Linked DNA regions of Mus musculus: region 2 is linked to region 1. The links are chromatin contacts, called in public HiChIP or PLAC-seq maps. All regions are on one chromosome and are shown on one strand. The core of a region is the stretch at or near the end of the contact, and the rest is flanking DNA. Distances in the headings are between cores, read along the strand shown.

Region 1 (5,172 bases), core at 1,711-4,210:
ATTTGTAAATCATGTATCAGATAAGGCTAATACTTTGACTTCTCAATAACAGCAGTCAAATAGACCACATCATTAAAAACTAGACAAAGCACCTGGATGGAGAGTTCCTAAGGAAGATGTGCAACTGACCAATTAAACTATCAAAGATGCTGCAGCGTCATTGGAGAAATGTGCCTCAAACCCACAGTGAGGCGCCACTTTACACTCTTAGCATGACCAGTCAAAACAAAATTAAGCAAATCTGGGAGTAAGTGTAGAACCAGAATCCTGGTGTACCATGGTGGCAATGTAAGACCACATAGCTGATATGGAAGAGAACATAGGGGTTCCTTGAAAAAGTCAAACAGAACCACCATGGGTGGCCCAGAAATTCCACTTGTAGACTGTTGCCTTTAACATCTGTCTAAGAATGATGAATGTGGTAACATTTATGTTCCATGCATTTTACCGGAATAAAAAAGAAATAAAGATACACATGTGTGTATACACACAGCATTGGCCTTAAATGTGAAGGTGTGGCTGTTGGCTTGAATGCTTTAACCGGACAACTTTTTGGATTTCCTTTATTTATAGCATTTATTGAACAGCTCCTAGTGGCGTGTGTTGCTATGGACACTGGGGATGTTAGATTGAAAGATGCTGCTGTAATGCTGCTAGGGAACTGATGGGGGCAAAACCACAAAGAGAAACAAACAGCCAGTAGGTGTGCAATTGAACTTCAGGTTACGATGCAATGAATAAAAGAAATGAGCAGGCTAAAGACAGGGATGGAAGCGCTGTTGAAGAAGGTGGCCCTCTGTGGGTGAGTCACATCTAAGAAGGAACATTAATGCAAGGGGTGAGTCCTCTCAGATATCTTGGGGAACATATTTCAGGGGTAGAGATACCTGTTTAGCGATTTGAAGGCTAGAACACATGTAAGACATTACAAGTAGTGTCGTCTTCTTCCTTCCTTTGTATGCTGGCGGTGAGCTGGGCTGTGTGATGTATGAATCACTGGTCTGGAGGGATCTGGTGTGTGGCTGCCTACACCTTAGTGTTGACTCTAAAGTGTTAGAATTGCATTCTCCAAGGCCAGAGCAACACCTCCGCCATCAGCTGGCTCTTTTATTTTCTAGTATAGGGGCCTCCAAGGCTATGTGGAGGGTGGAGGGGAGAGGAGACAGGACAGGTCTCCCCAATACTGTGTCCAGTGCACCTCTGCATCTGTCAGAAGACACTACTCCTTCCTTTGAAGCTTTTCTTCCTTAAAGTGGTTGCTAGAACAGAGTTTGGCTACTGAATGAGACTGGAAAGACACTCACACACCCTTGTTTATCACATGAGAAAACAGTTAAGTGACTAGAACACTAATTTCCTTAGATGTTCACATTCGTCCACCCGCACCACCACCCCACCCCCGCCTCCGCAGTCCTTGGATCTCCTCTTCCTCCTCTGTGGTCCACTTTTATACTTATTGAACATAGATCACTTAGAAACAGATTAGTTCCAGGGAACCCCTTTGGGGTGTGGCTGGGGCTCATGACCACCGTAGATGGTTCTGACACCAGTAGTCCTGTGGTCACACTTTGAGAAAAACCAAACTCAAGGTTTTTGTGCTGGGATAAGCCTTTTAGTGGATGGGGTGGAAGAATATCAGCAATTTTTGCTGGACTTTATGGATTTAAAATAAAAGACTTAGAGATTGTCATGACTGATCCACTGAGCCATGGTTACTACATCATGGCTAAGACACAAATTCTATGTTCTTGCCCCCAAAACACTGTTCCCCAAAGGCCTACCAAACCATGACTCTGCATATTGAGGTGTAACAGAAAAGTAGTGCTTTATAAATAATCTCCATTTACTCTGAGCTTCTGCCCTTCTAAACTTGAGCGTTACATTTTCACCAGGCTCTGGTGGTGGTATGTAGTCGTGTATATATTCTTTAAAGTCCAGTCTCGGTGCAGTAGATACCGTGGTGCAGACAGTGAGAGCCTGTTCTCTGTACTTTCCCAGCCTCTCCCTGGTTGCTAAAGGAGCTCTAGAGTGGTGTGGTGGAAAGTGTACACACACAGAGATGCGAGACCAAGGCGCCAACGGTAGCTCCTTCATTAATTTGCTTTGTAACTTTGGCGAATCCCTTCATTTCTCAGAGTATGCATCATCATCTATGATTTTGTGTGCTTAAGGATAAATTTTTATATTTTGAAATACGAAGATCATTAAAATGGATTAGAGGTGATTTTCCCTCATTAGGAGTAATTCATCAGCTCTGCCATATTTGTATGAAATGACTAATACAATTTTTTTTATTAAACCCAGTACACAAAAAGCTCATTAAGCCACTCCTGGCTTACCCAAAGTAGTATTTTATTTAAGGCAATTGCTATTCCCTAGTAATCTAGATTTCTGTGGTTTAGTAGTAAAATTATTGAATTATCTGAATATATTTAATATGGACTCGTTTTTTTTCCCATCATGAGGCATAGTTCTGCCTCATGTTTCAGGGAATAGATATGACTGAGAAGTGCTCGCCTCTGAGTATCAGATGCTGGCCTCTGGAGAGGAAAGGCCACCTGCCTGTCAGAGTGCTGCTCCTGTGATCTGGTCCATAAATGCGTGATCATGGACTTGGGACTCCATTAGATTCATGATGCTGTACACATCCAAGGATATCTTTTTGAATACTCAAATGCCCTGTCAGCTTTAAACCTCAGAGCAGCTTCCTTCCCCTGCCTTGTGGTTTTTACGTCTCCCCTCATGTATTAAGGCCTCCTCTCTGCTGAGGCCCGAGCCAGGTGTGGAAGACAGCATTTGTATTCCAGGGACCTCTGGACTTGGCCTTAAAGCAAGGCATTATGCTGTGAAAACTTGAGTGTAGGAACGTGGTTATCTCCCATTCAGTCTTTACACTCAGACTTGCTTTTGCATTCAGACTGAACGAGGAGATGTGGCTCTGTAGAGCTCAGGAAACAGCAAGTTCAACAAAGCAGAAGGAGTCCCTCTGCGTGTAGGCTGTACCAGCTGTCCTCCAGGAGATGAGGACAGTCACTTGTCACATGGAAAAGAGAATGCAAGCCCCTCCTGCCCCTGCCGATGGGACCAGGAAGACCCAGCCCTGATGAGTGCTTGCTCTCCAATCTGGGATGGAGCTCCAGCACCACTGACAGTCCTGCTTGCTTCTCTCTGGCTCGCATTGTCCCCTGCACAAGAGCACAAGGGATGAGCGAGAACCTGGACTTGAAGTGCCCCGCAAGCACTTTGTATAGTGGTCATTTCTCTGCTCTAAAATTATTCTATTGATTTGTGTCTGTCACCATTGTACCTAAAAAGAAAACTTAATTGGTCTCTTACGGGGAAGGGCCTATTTCTAGAAACAAGGAGTATCTCATGCTAGGCAAGAGCCAAGTTCCTTTTGCATTTTGACACAGTAGGATTGTGGATCCAAGGATGCTCTTCTGGCCCCTTTTGGAAACCGTGGCTGTGACCTCTAGTATCCATCTCTATGAAAATGAAATTTGTGTTCCCAATAAAGTGTCTAAACATCACTACTATACGTATTTCTGTGAGCTCCCCTCCTACTTGCCCTTCCTCCCTTCAGCTAAGTTTGAGGAACACTGAAGCATCACCACCCAGGTCTTTACATGGGCGGGGTGGTAGGCACGAAGCAGCACGGGAAGGATCCTAGTTCCTGAGCGGCTGGGTCCTCTTCCTCTGGACTATTATTGGACTAAGGCTATTATTGGCCAAGCATACTTCACATTTGACCATACGTAGGAGTGGGGTTTGGAGTGATGCTTTGAGAACGGAAATCCACTCATATCTGAATCAGCCCGATGGTGTCCGCACAGTGGGTGGGTGAGAGGATGAGAGGATGAGTGGGTAAATCTTCTGACGGAGGTCCTTGTCACTCCATCTGCCAGCCCAGGGTGACTCCAGATACTCACATCTAGAGAGCTGTCTTGCCCTACAGCAAAGTATTTGATGTGAGAACTTAGCATCTGGAAGATAGAAAGGTCTGTTAATAGCTGCCATTCTTACTCATTGATACCTTGGCTTCTTTAGACCCAGGGACAAGGACCCTGACTTGTCTAAAGGGCAGAGGTGCTCCCTCTGCAGTTCTTGCTGCTTGGTGGTACAGTGGAGGAGGCCATGGGATGCAGCAGCCCCTGTAGATGCTGCAATCCCTCCGGAGTCTCTCCTGTGCCTTTGTTCACCACAGCCACATGTTTGACTCTTAGTGTACTCCTAACAAGGGTGCAAGTGCCTGAGTCAGGGTTGGGTCTCACTCTGTCATCATGGCCTAGGGCAAGCTACTGCTCTTCCTTGAAATGAGAAAACCCAAGTGCCAAGATTGTTACAGAAATCAAATAAGGCATCTAATAAATGGCGGTTTCCCCTTCTCTTCTTCCTTCGTTGGAGGGAAAGTGAGTAGCTGGGACATTCCTTCTTTGGTCTGCTTAGTACATGCTGTATTTCGAGTGTCTGTGCAATATCACATATTTTGAAAGCACAAAAGATCTCTTTTGAATTCACATGAGATAATGATAAAAATCCTCAGCTGATAATTAACGTGAGAATCCTTTTCTGTACTGGGGAGAGAAAATCACATTAGCTTAATCTCTTGATTGTGGGCCACGATAGAACACAGCTGCCTTTAAACAGAGCCGTAGGATAGATTACAGCAGGTTAGGACTTCTGGCCTTGGTCCTTTCTGGATGAGGCAGTTCATCCTGGTATGCATGGGACTCTGGCACGTAATGTGTGTGTACCCTTCACCTTTCCACAGGACCCATTTCAGTGGCTGGGATTCTGCCAGAGCCTCCTCCGCAGTTCTGCATTTGCCAGCCTACTTTCTTTTTTGTTGTTGTTGTTTGTTTTTTTGGTTTTTTTTTATTACATATTTTCCTCAATTACATTTCCAATGCTATCCCAAAAGTCCCCCATACCCTCCCCCCCACTTCCCTACCCACTCATTCCCATTTTTTTTTTACCCTGGCGTTCCCCTGTACTGGGGCATATACAGTTTGCATGTCCAATGGGCCTCTCTTTCCAGTGATGGCCGACTAGGCCATCTTTTGATACATATGCAGCTAGAGTCAAGAGGCCCCTCCTTAGAATTGGAAACAAAACACCCATGGAAGGAGTTACAGAGACAAAGTTTGGAGCTGAGACGAAAGATTGGACCAT
Region 2 (5,172 bases), core at 1,978-4,477, 120 kb after region 1:
TGCTTGCTGTTCATTAAAGCTAAGAACACTAAGGGAAAAGAGCATACCCATTAGATATGTGCTGAATGGCTCCTGCTGCGGTCTGAAGACTTGGAACCCGTGACAAGATGATAACAGTGAGGAGGGAGAAAGTGAGCTAAACGTGATAGCGAAGGAGGTGAGCTTGAGAGGTGACGGGTGGTGCCCAGTTCACCGAGCAGTGCAGGACTGTATTGAGCTGAGAGCTAGGAAAGGACTTGATTCAGCAAGGGCCTCGGTACTGGCATAGGACTTTTGTGGCTTTATTAAACCTCATGATGGAAGATGGTTTTCAAGAAGAAGGAGAGGCGAAGGATCTGGGTGACTTAGACGGGCATATGGATTGGATTTGTGAAGTGCTGAAGGAGAGGAAGAAGGTCTGGAGGGAAGGTTAGAGACGAGAACTCTATGCAGCTATGAGGAAGCCGTAACCCATGATGGGGTAGGATGTTTTAGTAATGTTTTGGGATCACCCACTTCCTGTATGTTATCCCTCACCTATATGCTTTAACTAAGTATAAACCTCCTGTTCACAAAGCTAGACTTATTAGTGTCTGATCGAGATTAAGATTTGCTTACATCTCCCCCAGGAAAAGCCCTGTGATTAGCAAGTCATACAGATCCCCGGAGCCTCTCTAGACCTCCTATGGAAAGAGGATGCTCTGCTCTCTTAAAGCTTTGTTATTTGGTTTAAAGAGAATCCCAACCCCAAATCAAGAACGAATTCGTAAGACACGAATACTCCTGATGCTAAAACAACTTGCATCCAGTTAATTACCTTCAGGAAATAAAGCAACATAGCAACACAGTACCCACAAGCGCAGTGTGCCTGTAATTAAGATAATCTTTTTTGGTGGTGATGGTGTCTCTTGTTTGTGCATTTACTCTGATGGATCCAGAGAGCCCCTGCCGAGTTAATCACACCTGTAACAGCATGAGTGATGTGGGAGAATTACTCTAAGGAACTCTAATCTCTTGAGGCTTTGAAGGACCAAGTACCAGAGCAAGGATGCTTGCCAGCTTCAGGGCCTTGAACTTCGCAGTGGCATATGCGGGGTTTAAATTTCGAAAGCAGCTTAAATGTGAAAACACACAATCAGGAACATACGTAGTAACTTAAATGCTCGATATGCCATGGGCTCGGTTCAGACAGTTGTAAGGGGAGTGTACAATACTTGGTCTTTAAAAAAAAAAAAGATAACTGAGGACATTGCTAAGATCTCACATCACTGGCCTTGATTGCTCTTATGATTAGTTTTTCTGACAATCAAATCTGATTTCTTCCCTCTTCTTTTGCTGCTAGGGATATTTTTAGATCCCAGAGCCTCTTGCTGGCTAAGAATGCTGCTACTGGGTACATCCTAGCTTTGTATTTGACTTCTGAATGTGTATAAAGAGAAGTAGGGACTTCATGAAAATAAAAGTAGGAAGAACCAGAAATGTACGTCTTCTCCCACATTCCTTGGCAAGACCCTTTCATCTCATCACGTTGGTGCTCAGAAGGGAGCTGCTGCGTGCACACAGTTGCATGTGATGGGCTCCACTCTAAGTGGCTTGGTGCAGGATCATGCGATTAGGTGGGAACAGTAGGGGAGGAAGGCCATGGTTCTTCTCACGAGAATGGGCACCCAAACGCAAGCTTTGGAGGAACAGTAATGGAACTATGATAAGGATTTGTTGTTCTTACATCGGTAGGGTATCTATCCACCATGAGTACAGGTGAGAGCTCCAACCCAGTGCTCACCGAATCATGACACAGAGAGCTAGGGTGGACTTCTGATAGGAGTAGCTCACACTCAGTACTGCAGTCATTTTCAGGGACATTTGAGAGGAGGCATGCCGTTTCAACATTAATGAGCTGCCTCAAAGTGGGACTGTCTCCCATTATTCCTGTGCTCCTCGCAGACTCTGTTAATTTGTCAGAGGGCCTCTCTCCCACTGAGATGGGTTGCATCCTCATGTTTCAGCGTGATAATCCAAGCAGCCAATGCCAGGACTCATGTGAAGGGACCTTTGTGTTAACCCAGATCCAGTCAAGACCTTTCCTTCTTTGTGTTGTTTCATATTTTCATATATATGGATATATGTGAATATATATATATATATGGATATTTTTAGAACCCAGAGCCTCTTGCAGTCTAAGAACTCTGTCACTGAGTACATCCTAGCCTTGTATTTGATTTCTGAATGTGTATGTGTGTGTGTGTGTGTGTGTGTGTGTGTGTGTGTGTGTGTGTGTAGGGTGTGAGTTAATTCTCAGCTATACTCCCCTCATGATGACTAGGATGGTGATTAGTGTTTGACTCCTTCTTTGGATGAGTGACATATTGACATTCTTTTTCTTGATGGAGTTGGAAGCCTATTTGTCCTTGATGATCTTTACTGGCCATGGGAAACTCCACAGAGCAAAGACAATATGCCTTTAAATAATCTCCCACGAGGTCCATAGGTTTGTGAGATGTCTGTGGCAGTGGCTGTGCCTGGGTTTTCTCATCTCCTTAGTCACATGGTGGCCCTTTGAGAGCCAGGGTACCAAGTAGGACAGGTCCATGGTTACTGCTCTCTATGACTTGTATCACCCTTTCATGTCATGAGGACGGCGGGAGAGGATTTGGGTAAGTCCTACAGAGCAATGTCTCGACACTTTCTGTAAGTTTTGATGAGTATTAGAGAAATCCCCAGAATTCTTGCCTTCTTCCTGGTGCCAGATGAAGGGCATGCCAGGCATTTTATATCTTTCTCTGAATGGCCAGACATAAAGAGACAACTAAACATTAGCCTTGGTTGCTTAACACAAAGACTGGATGACCAAGAGGAAGCTAAATTCTTTTTAATGCATTCACTGTAAGCATTTCATAGATCTAATACACAGGAAAAGACCATACTATTTCGCAAAGCCTCTGAGATAGGGATCAAATTAATGAGCCATGCTCATTTCTTGCATCTGTAATCAATCTCCTTACGTCTGTCTTTTTTTTTTTTTTGTTATGATAGCATGCCCAGTTATGTCTATCTCACCCTATCTTTACTATATTTGTCCATCCATCCACATGGGGGAAAAAATGGAGAATTGGAAGTAGATGAGGCTATACACTCTCAGGACTTGCCCATAGTGACTTGCTTCCTTTGGTAGGCAGGCTCCACCGCCTATAAGTTGCATAACCTGGGGACCTAGTGCTCAAATACATGAACCACCGGGGGCAGCATTTCTCATTCACACCACCTCAGCCCCGTAGGAGGAAGTAGATCCCTGGAGGGTAGGCCTTTGTAAAGGCCTGTCCCTTTTCCCCTTCCCCGAGTGTTTTTCTCTACTTCCTGCTGACCAGGAAGTTAAGTCCTCACCTCAGACCCAAAGTAAAAGCAGCCAGTTCACCATGACTGGACACCACTCACACTGAGGCAGAGTGAACCTTCCTTCCGCCTACTGCTTTCTCTAAGTATTTGTCAAGGTGAAGAAAAAGAAAATCTAGCAAAATTTGTATTCAACATTTTCGCTGAGGAAAAGAATCTTTCACCTGCGGGGTGTTTTTGTTTGTTTGTTTTGTTTGTTTATTTATTTTTATTTGTATTGTTTATTCTGTCTCTTTTGGTCAGACCCATATAAACCATTTTCTCCTTTCCTTTGCAAAAAAAAAAGGAAAGAAATTGGAACGTGCCTTCCCCGAAGGCCCACGGGTATCTTTTATCGGGTTTTAGGCCTGAGTGCCCACAGCAGGTAGCTCTAAGAATTTATGTATCAGCTGCTTGGAAACAGTTGCTGGTGCTTGCAGCCAAGTACATGTCAAAGGGGTGAAGGAGTATTGTGTTTTAGCTGCAAATGAACTTCTTTCCTGCAGTAATTAAAAAACATACAGGGCGTCACATTATTTTCTCTTTCTATTTGTGTTTCGTCTTCTTTATGTGAATTATTTATGATGACCAGTGTGCGGTGGCAGGAATGCCTGCAGAGCTGTGTCCGATTCTGCCTTGGCCTCTTTGGCACCAACTTAACAGTGATCACGGTAAGGGATCTCTCACCTCAGCATCCTTGGACCATGCTTTTTCTATTTTTATTTTTTTTGTTTTATGGGGCTGCTGAGGATGCAGGAAAAAAAAAAGCACCAAGAAAAGACTTACTTAATATATATCTAAGTAGGACCATGAATGTTGTGAATGAAAAACAAGGTTTTCAAAGAACTCAATAGCTCTTAATGAAAAACAGCAGGGCTTTTAAGTGTGTACATAAAACAAAGACACAATGTTCAGGAAACATTAAAACAAATTCTGTTCTCCCTAGAAATAGTTGTTGTATGTGTATGTGGTATGCATATTTGAATGTGTGCTTGGATGAATATGTATAGGTACCCATGTATGTGTGCATGTGTGTGATAGGCCAGGAATTCGGGCCATGTTTCTTTCTCAGTTGCTCTCCAATTTGTTAATTGAGGCAGGGTCTCTCGCCGACTGTGGAGATCATGGATTCTGGCTGTTGTGACTAGTCCCCTTACCCGGTGTTCCTCCGTCTCTGCCTCCTGCTTGCTGGCATTACAGGCAGCATCCACAATTAGAAGCTCAGCTTTGTGTGTGGATGGTATATATCTGAGGCAGTCCTCATGATCACTGGGAGGCACTTGATCCACTGATCATCTTCTCAAGTTCTATCAAATAAGTCTTTTATCTAAGATTTATTTATTTCATTTATAGGAGTATACTGTCACTGTCTTCAGACAGCAGAAGAGGGCATTGGACCCCATTACAGATGACTGTTAGCCACCATGTGGTTGAGTTGAACTCAGGACCTCTGGAAGAGCAAGCAGCCAGTGCTTTTAACAGCTGAGCCACCTCTCCAGCCCTCAATAGGTCTTTTAAGTTAATATTATATTCCCTCCACTTCAGTGATTCCTATTTGAGTTAGGATTTCATGCATCCCAAGTGGCCTAGAACTCTGACTGTAGTCAGCAATGACCTTGAATCTATGATTCCCCTGCTTTTACCACCAAACCCAATTTAGAGAGATCAAATCCAAGGCTTTCATGGTGGTGAAGCATTGGTGGCTGGAGCAGGACAGGGCTAGTCAAATTGCATCTGCAGGCAGGAAGCATAGCTCCAGGGATGCTGCTGCTCGCTCACCTTGCTCTCTTATGTTCACTGAGCCTGTAGGATGATATTCCCTTA

Evidence for each region. HiChIP or PLAC-seq counts read pairs in DNA pulled down with a chosen protein or histone mark.
Region 2: a contact with region 1 is called in a CTCF HiChIP or PLAC-seq map of pro-B cells, with 2.8 times the contacts expected there. The contact joins two enhancer-like sites. A contact is called at or near these places in 1 of 15 datasets of contacts at CTCF or cohesin (pro-B cells), 2 of 484 Hi-C or Micro-C datasets (LSK cells and macrophages), 1 of 115 datasets of contacts at active chromatin or transcription factors (embryonic stem cells) and 1 of 9 other capture datasets (embryonic stem cells).

The regions. Positions count from the first base shown.
Region 1 is chr14:77,406,746-77,411,917 of GRCm38.p6, forward strand. All of the region lies in intron 4 of Enox1 (ecto-NOX disulfide-thiol exchanger 1), which reads left to right. Among named protein-coding and RNA genes, the nearest start is that of Gm41217, 38 kb to the left of the region's middle. Within about 2 kb of position 2,961, at least 11 of the 459 cell types and tissues checked have an H3K27ac peak or open chromatin away from gene starts, as enhancers often do. A contact at or near this core is called in pro-B cells, where this site is marked.
Region 2 is chr14:77,530,569-77,535,740 of GRCm38.p6, forward strand. All of the region lies in intron 7 of Enox1 (ecto-NOX disulfide-thiol exchanger 1), which reads left to right. Among named protein-coding and RNA genes, the nearest start is that of Gm6994, 26 kb to the left of the region's middle. Within about 2 kb of position 3,228, at least 6 of the 459 cell types and tissues checked have an H3K27ac peak or open chromatin away from gene starts, as enhancers often do. A contact at or near this core is called in pro-B cells, where this site is marked.